Regions from separate parts of the Oryctolagus cuniculus genome. Here region 1 is linked to region 2. A link is a contact called in public Hi-C data. All regions are on one chromosome and are shown on one strand. Each heading gives the region's core, a stretch centred on a gene start, on an enhancer-like site or on the middle of the called end of the contact. The rest is flanking DNA. Distances are from core to core; before and after follow the strand shown. Region 1 has its middle 88 kb from the start of NEO1. Region 2 overlaps NEO1 (neogenin 1).

Region 1 (3,576 bases), core at 115-2,614, 190 kb after region 2:
TACACTGGGGGCACAGGAAGAGAGAAAACGTGAGAAGGTGATGCCGGGTCAAGCACAGGAGATGGGCAGCGGGGGAGGGAAGAGGGTGGGAGGTAGTCACCGGGCCGGACCGCAGAGGGCTTTGGCGGAGGCCTTGCGTGCTGGCCAGGTGGTACACGAAGACCCCATAAGACAGGAAGTTCTCCCTCCTGCCGGGCGCCATCCCAGTAGCAACAGGGCTCTGGGCTGGAGCAGGGAAAGCTGCCTGTGCTTCTGAGTCCCCGCGGGAACCTTCACCTGCCTCTTCCCTGGAAACTGCCGGCACGGCTTGGCCTCCCAGTTTGGCAACCTCTGGTGCTTCCCAGGGCAGGATTCCTGCACCGAGTCTCCTACAGAGCCCGTCACAAGGCCAGAAAGGTCCTCAGTAGGACTGAGGGCAGCTCAGGGCCGCTTCACCAAGACCACATGGGATGCAAGGAATTGAGAGAAGGGAAATCAAAGCACGAGACTGAACCAGCAATTAGGTCGGCTCCTGGAATCTATTTAAGGCCAATGGCCCCACGAGGGAATTTCCGCACGGCTCGGCTCGCTCTCTCTCCCCCCGCGGCCCCAGGCGGGAGCCATGCCCTTCAGGCAGAGCTCACCAGCAACACTGCAAATCCATCTTCCGGAACACGTTATCGCCATTGTGCGAAGTCCCAGCACCCCCTACTCTGGCGGGTTTATTTACATCCTGATTTATTCCTCTCCACAGCAGCCCCTGCAGATTGCACCATTTCTTTTGCAGACATTGGGGTCACGCATCAGGACGGTGCAGTGGGAGAGAACTCAGACGTGTGGAGCCACACAGATCAGTACGGAGTGACGGGGAGGCAGCCTCAGGCCTGGATGCCCTTGGCCGCTTTGTCACTGGGAAAAGGAGGCAAAGGGGAGGAAAAGGAGGTGACAGCAAAAGCAGCAGGGAGCCCCTGATCTGGCCTCCAGGACCTGCCAGGCTGGGGACCGAGTGGGGTCTCCCTGCTGCAACCCCATCAGCAGGGTGCAGGCTGCATCGGCTCCCAGGGCCCGTGCCTGCAGCTTCCTCTGACCACCCCCAGTTTGTGTCCCAGACAGACAAGGAAAGCGCCTGGAAGAAGCTGAGCTGAGGGAGAGAAATCTGTCTCTCTGGCGGTGGCCCCAGGCTGGAAGCAGAAGCCTTCCAGTGCTTTTTATAGATGACTCTTTTTTTTTTTTTCTTTTTTGGCTAGCAAAGCTGAGTGCTGGCAAACTCCCCTCCTTTTCATTGGCATGCTTATCACACTGCGTTTTCCCTCTCCTCCCAGACCCGTGAAGACTTTCTTTTTAAGGGAAGGATCAGCTGCGCCTCGGAGGCCACCTCCTCGCAGGGCTCTGAGAGGAGCCCCCACTGGCGCTGGCTGGGCACAGCCGGGCTTCCCGCCAGGTTGCTGGTCAGATCTCAGGAGCCGCTGGCTGCCTGGAACTTGGCTTTCAACTTCCCTTTCTGGGCGGAGGCTCTGGGCCTTCAGTGTTAAAGAGAACACGTTGTGTTTGCGTGGGGTGGGTTGGACGACGACAGGCTGGCAGACGAAAGTCTAGAGCAAGGCCGGGCAGCTTTCTGGGCACGACGAGTGTTCACGTTGCGGCCGAAGCTGGAAGTTGCATCCGGAGGGAGCCACGCTGGCGTCGTGGCTGGAGGCTCCTAGCCCAGACCCCTCTCTCCCCAGAGGCTGCGGCGTACTGGAACCTGCTGCCTCAGATGCCTGAAGAAGAGGAGGCAAACCCGGGAAAAGCTCAGACCAGGCGAACGTAATGAGAAACAGTCGCTTTAAGAGAGGGACCCGGCAAGAGGTCAGGTTCTGCTGAGCCAGGCAGAGCAGCAATTAGATGGGAGCTTAGGTTGCAGCGTGGCGGCAAAAGGGTCAAAGAGAGGGCAGGGCGGGCTGCGTGTGATTTCAGGAAGAGAGCGCCCCACAGCAGCCCTGGGAGATCAGGGAGGCGAGAAAGCCCGGAGATGCAGGAACCCCCGCGGGCGGCCGTGGCAGTGAGGAAGCTGCGTGCCGCCTGGGCTCATGAGGACGCACAGAAGAGCGCAGGGCGAGCTTGTGCGGCTTGGCTGGATGGAGCCCGGGGTTTTGTGCTAGCAGCAGGCCCGGCCAGGGGAAGGCGCAGCCTGCGGGAGGGAGGGAGTTGTTCACTTCGAGCTGGGGAATGAAGAGTTCGCCTTGCAGTGCTTAAAGTAAAATTCTCAGCCAAAGAAAAATGTGCAGCACTGAATTCTAGCAGCGAGTGGAATCGGCAGTCTTCCTGGGAAAACCCAGCTAGGAGAGCCTTCCAGTGAGAGGGAAGGTTAGCGCCAAACCTGTAATGCAGATACCCGGATCTGTGCTGAGACACAGCTTGGCACCTTTTCACCTGGCATTTAGGATCAGCTGACCGGAGAAGGGCTCTGCGGAGCAGGGGTGCAACACATGCGCTGTGCTCCCACCCCCCCCCTTCCCAGGCTCCGGCAGACAATTCCTGGGGCTGCGTGCGGAGGGAGAACTCTGGGACAAGCGTGACTTTGACTCTGAGCGTTTAAAATATACTGCCACTTACCAACAGTTTCTGCGGAAACCAGGCCATCCAAGGGAAAGGGTCTGTCTCTCTCACACACACACCCCTCCCGTGTTTCCGTCGTCTTTGTTTCCGGAGCGTGCCAGCTACTAAAGGAAGAGAAATAGGCACTGGGAAATGAGCACTTGCAGCCCCTGTGGGGTGACCCATCCCAGCAAGACTCCTCGGCAGATGCTGGGAGCATGCAGTGGGAGGCTGCCCGTGAGCTCCAGAGCCAGGAGGGTCCACGTCCCATATCACAGTTGCTTGTTGTCTCCAGGATTGAGAGCAGCCTCACTCTGAGACCCAGCCAGCACCGCCTTGACCCAGCGGTCGGTCTCGGCGGGCTGTGGACCTGGCATCCCTCCTGGGGTGATAGCCAGGAGCTGAGTACCCAGCATTGTCTATGAGGAGTGCTGGGTAAAAGTCTTGAACCTGAATCATATCGATACATCACATTTTTAAAATTGCATTCTATTTGAAAGTCAAAAGGGCACAGAAGGGAGACAGACAGATCTTCTGTTCACTGGCTCACTCCCCAAATGCCTGCAGTAGCCAAGCCAGGAGCCTCAAACTCAATCCAGCTCTCCTGTGTGGGTGGCAGGAATCCAGGTATATGAGCTATGGCTGCTGCCTCCCATCCCAGGGTGTGCATTAGCAGGAAGCTGGATCAGAAGTGGAGCCAGGACGCGCAGCCAGGCACTCACGTGGAAGTGGGCATCCCACGCTGGGTCTTAACCACACCAGGACTTGAGACTGACCTTCCAGCTTACAGGAAATACTGGGAGAGAAGCGCGTCAGGTGTCACCTCAGTGAAGGAATCCAAGAGGTGGCACATTCCGTGGTACCTTCCTAAAGTCAGCATCATGGGAACAAAAAGGAGGGTGGCTTTTTCTACATCAAGAGGTTGAAAGAGCTGATGATCACACGTAATCCCGACGTTGTACCGGGTCCTGCGGTTAGAAACAAGCTGTCAGAGGAGGTCTTGGGGTCTGAGTAAAGAAA
Region 2 (3,719 bases), core at 98-2,597:
GGCCATTTGGGGAGTGAACCAGCAGATGGAAGACCTCTCTCTCTCTGCCTCTGCCTCTCTGTGACTCTGGCTTTCAAATAATAATAATAAAAAAAATCCTTACCAAAAAAAAGGAATGGACTTATCTGTAAAAACGATCAGGTGCCACTTTTCCCTTCAGCTTTCTGCACGAAGTCACCGAGATCGTCTGAGCGAGTCTTGGGGACAGCGCTGACACCTGACAGGAAACGCGCGTCACTTCTCTGGGTCAGCCCGCACACCCTCGGGGGGGAGGCCTGGGCGCATGTGCCACTGCATCTCTGGTGACGCTGCCTTCCGTCTCTTGCCTCTCTGTGGTCGGCACGGAATAAACATGGCTTGAAAAAGAACTCTGATGTCGCTTTTAAGGTGATCACTGAAACTATATATGTAATCCCTGACAAGAAAAACAAAATCCCAGAAGGAATGGAGGGACGAGAGTGTGGTCGCTCTACTATCCCGCCCAGCTTCCACTGGAGCAGGTTCGTGTCTGCCCATTTTAAATATCTGGCTTCCCAGTATGACTGCTCTTGAGTTTCCTGGACTTCCCGCAACACCCTAAAAACCTGAAAGCACCGACATGATCCCAACCTAAGGGATGTCTGAGGTTCCATTCACAAGGACTAGGGAAGAGCAGGACAGGTTCAGGTTCAGGTTCAGGCTGCCCTTCATCAGAAGCGCTCAGAACGCAGCCCTCTGCTCCCGACAAGTGAGAGTGACCGCCGTCTGAGAGAAGGCAGTCCTGTCCTGCTGGCACCTGAGGGGGCGGCCCCACGTGACTGCAAACCGAGATACTTGAAACCGCCCTGGGTACACACTCAGCAGTGCCGGGTGGGCGAGGGCACAGGGAAAGAAACGTAAGATCAAGCAGAAATTTGTTCTGGATAATTATTTCCCCAGATTATCTTGCCAATGCCCACACTGCAGCTTCTGGGTTTAATTTTAAGAAAGAAAGAAGTCATTTTTAATTCTTGAACCTGCTCCACCTTCTCCGCTGGTCCTAATCCTACATCTGCCTAATGAATAACAAGGAAAGGAACTAAAATAAGAGAAGGGAAAGTCTAAGAGATTGGTCTATCTAATATACGAAGCGTGCTTGCAGTGTAACTGACATCACTGAAATTCTTCCTGGCCTCTCTCTCGACCAAAGACAGCGAATCTGGAAACATCGCATGAAGTAAAACAAATACGGTTCAATAAAAGACAGCAAATAGAAGTCATTTCCTCAATGAAGCTGAACCAGATACTGGCTCAAGCTAAGCTAATCAACAAGACCCAGAGAGGGCAAACTTAGGGACGCTTGAACACCGAGGTCAAGAAAGACGAGCTAAGAAGCAATGTCAAGAACCTTCTCACTGTCTGTGGACACAGAGGCCCGGCTTTGCCCTCAGGGTGCAATCCTGCTTTTTAAATAATGAAGAGCATGTACCAACCCTGTGTCCGTGTACGTCCCAGACAGCCAGGAGTCCAGCACGCACACACGTAGGGGATCCCCTAAGAAGCTACAGTGGCCCGGGGAACGGGGTGAGGCCACGGGTCATCTGAGGGCTAGTGGCACACCACAACATCAAAACGGAGCCATCTGAGGTGTTCATCGGAATGACTGAAGCACAAAGCAGAATCCAGACAACCAGGCAAAAAAGAAGTCAAAGACAGCAGATTAGCCCAGAGGGCTTAGAAAGGGAAGACGCTGTGCACCTCAGGGACAGGGGCTGAGGCCTGCTCCCCACAGGCCCTGCACCACCCACCTTCCCCTCAGCACCACCACAGAAACGACATCCGTGAGGCATCTCCCAGGCATCTCCCTGGGAGGGGAGAGGGAGGGGAGGGGGAAGGGAGGGGGAGGGGGAAGAGGAGGGAACAGATTCCACACACTGGTTCACTTCCCTAAATGCCCAAAGAGCCAGGCTGGGTCCTGGCACACTGTCCAGGCCTCCCACGGAGGTGGCCGGGATCCAGGAACCCGATCCCCTCTCCCCTGCTGCCTCTGACATCCTGACAGCAGCTGTCCCTCACACAAAGTCCCCCTGCCTCAGGGAGGTCACCCGGGAACCAAAGCCGCAGGAGATCTGAGTTCTCAGCTGCCCTGCCCTGCCCTGACGCACAAACACCATACACAGGCAAGATCTTTAGGTATGTGGGTGGCTCCTCGGTCTGCCGCCTTCTTGCGGTCAGAAATCACGCATCTGTATTCCACACAGACGTGAGTTTAATTTTACATCACACTTCATTTTATTTCACATGGACATTCGTCTCTTCTAGAGTACCTGAAAGTGGTTAGTTACCATGGAAATGAGGCTATTGTGGTTCAGAATAAATTTACATAAGTATTAGAAAATTATTTCAAGCTTGTAAAATGTGGAATTTATTTGAAAGCCATTAAAAATGACCATTGATGCAATAAAAATCTAAGAAGAACTGCAAACCAATCCAAAATGATTCAGGTCCCAAGACAGGATTACAAAACAACTGTAAATAATTTGCTTATTTAAATAAAGCCTTCAAAAAGTGAAGTTTACAAAGTGAATACTGTCAATAGGGATAATATACTAGAAGAATGTAAACAGGGGACGGGCATTTGGCACAGCCATTAAGATGCTACTTTTGACACTGGCATCCCATATCAGAGTACATGTGTTCAAGTCTCAGCTCTGCTTTCAATCCTGCTAAATTGCACCCTGAAGGGCAGCAGGAGAGGCTCAAATACTGTGTCCCTGTCACTCACAGGCAAACCCTGGATGGAGATCCAGGCTCCTCGCTTCAGTCTGGCCCAGTCTTACCTGTTGCAGGCATTTGGGGAGTGAACCAGCAGATGGAAGATCTCTGTATCTGCTACCTTTCAGTTACTCTTCCAAACAAATACAAGTAAATTTACAAGGGAGGAGGAGGGTGAGTGACACCATTAAAAAAAAATAATAAAATAAAATAAAGGTGTGCCCAAGGTCTCCTTCAGAAGGTTAATGGATAATGCATATTGTAACGTAATTGTGCATGGACTTCAAACATTTTTATAACACAACAAGCTTATCTTTCATTTCAATTTCCACAAACTCTGAAGTGCTCCTGTTTGGTGATCCACGGTCCGACATCCCACGTGAGGGAACATGCTCTTACGTCCTGGGCTGCTGTTGACTGTGCAGCAGTGTCGGGACCATCTGAGTGCTCAGGGCCTACAGGCTGACAAGAGCTAGTACTGCCCTCAGAGTGAAAAATGTAACTGTGACAGGAAAACCAAGAAAAACACCCACAGGTGCACGTGTACGATTGAAGAGCATCTGCTGGGGGGGGGGGGGATGGGCACAGGACCGCGTGTGAGCAGGACCCAGGAGTTCCAGGGGTTTCTGGGGAAAGCCAGAAGAGGGGGTGCAAGAAGAACACTCTAGGCAGAGGGGACAGGTACAGGCAGAGGAGCAGCTCGGTGCGGGCAAGCAGCTGACTGCCGCCCCGACCCTAACCCACAGCTATCGGACTCAGCAGATCCAGACTCCAGTTCTTGGCAGCTTGGAAGAAAAATGACCCCCTCAAGACTAGTTAGCCCGCAGCACTCTGACAACTACGGGAAGAAGGCCTCAAAGGACCTGCCTCAATTTAGACAGTAACTTCACAACACAAATCGTACCTCCTACATGGTGCTTTGGGATCTTATTTTTCTTCATTTGATACACCCAAAGTATTTTACCTTGCCATTTAATAGTCTTCTA

What was found. A called contact is a pair of places that touch in the nucleus more often than the background predicts.
Region 1: a contact with region 2 is called in a Hi-C map of psoas muscle, with 6 times the contacts expected there. The contact joins two enhancer-like sites. A contact is called at or near these places in 3 of 6 Hi-C or Micro-C datasets (ear pinna, psoas muscle and an unstated tissue).

What each region holds. Positions count from the first base shown.
Region 1 is chr12:110,321,132-110,324,707 of mOryCun1.1, forward strand. No RefSeq gene overlaps it. Among named protein-coding and RNA genes, the nearest start is that of NEO1, 88 kb to the left of the region's middle. Within about 2 kb of position 1,365, at least 5 of the 8 cell types and tissues checked have an H3K27ac peak or open chromatin away from gene starts, as enhancers often do.
Region 2 is chr12:110,128,629-110,132,347 of mOryCun1.1, forward strand. The region is part of intron 5 of NEO1 (neogenin 1); the gene reads right to left. Among named protein-coding and RNA genes, the nearest start is that of NEO1, 100 kb to the right of the region's middle. Within about 2 kb of position 1,348, at least 1 of the 8 cell types and tissues checked has an H3K27ac peak or open chromatin away from gene starts, as enhancers often do.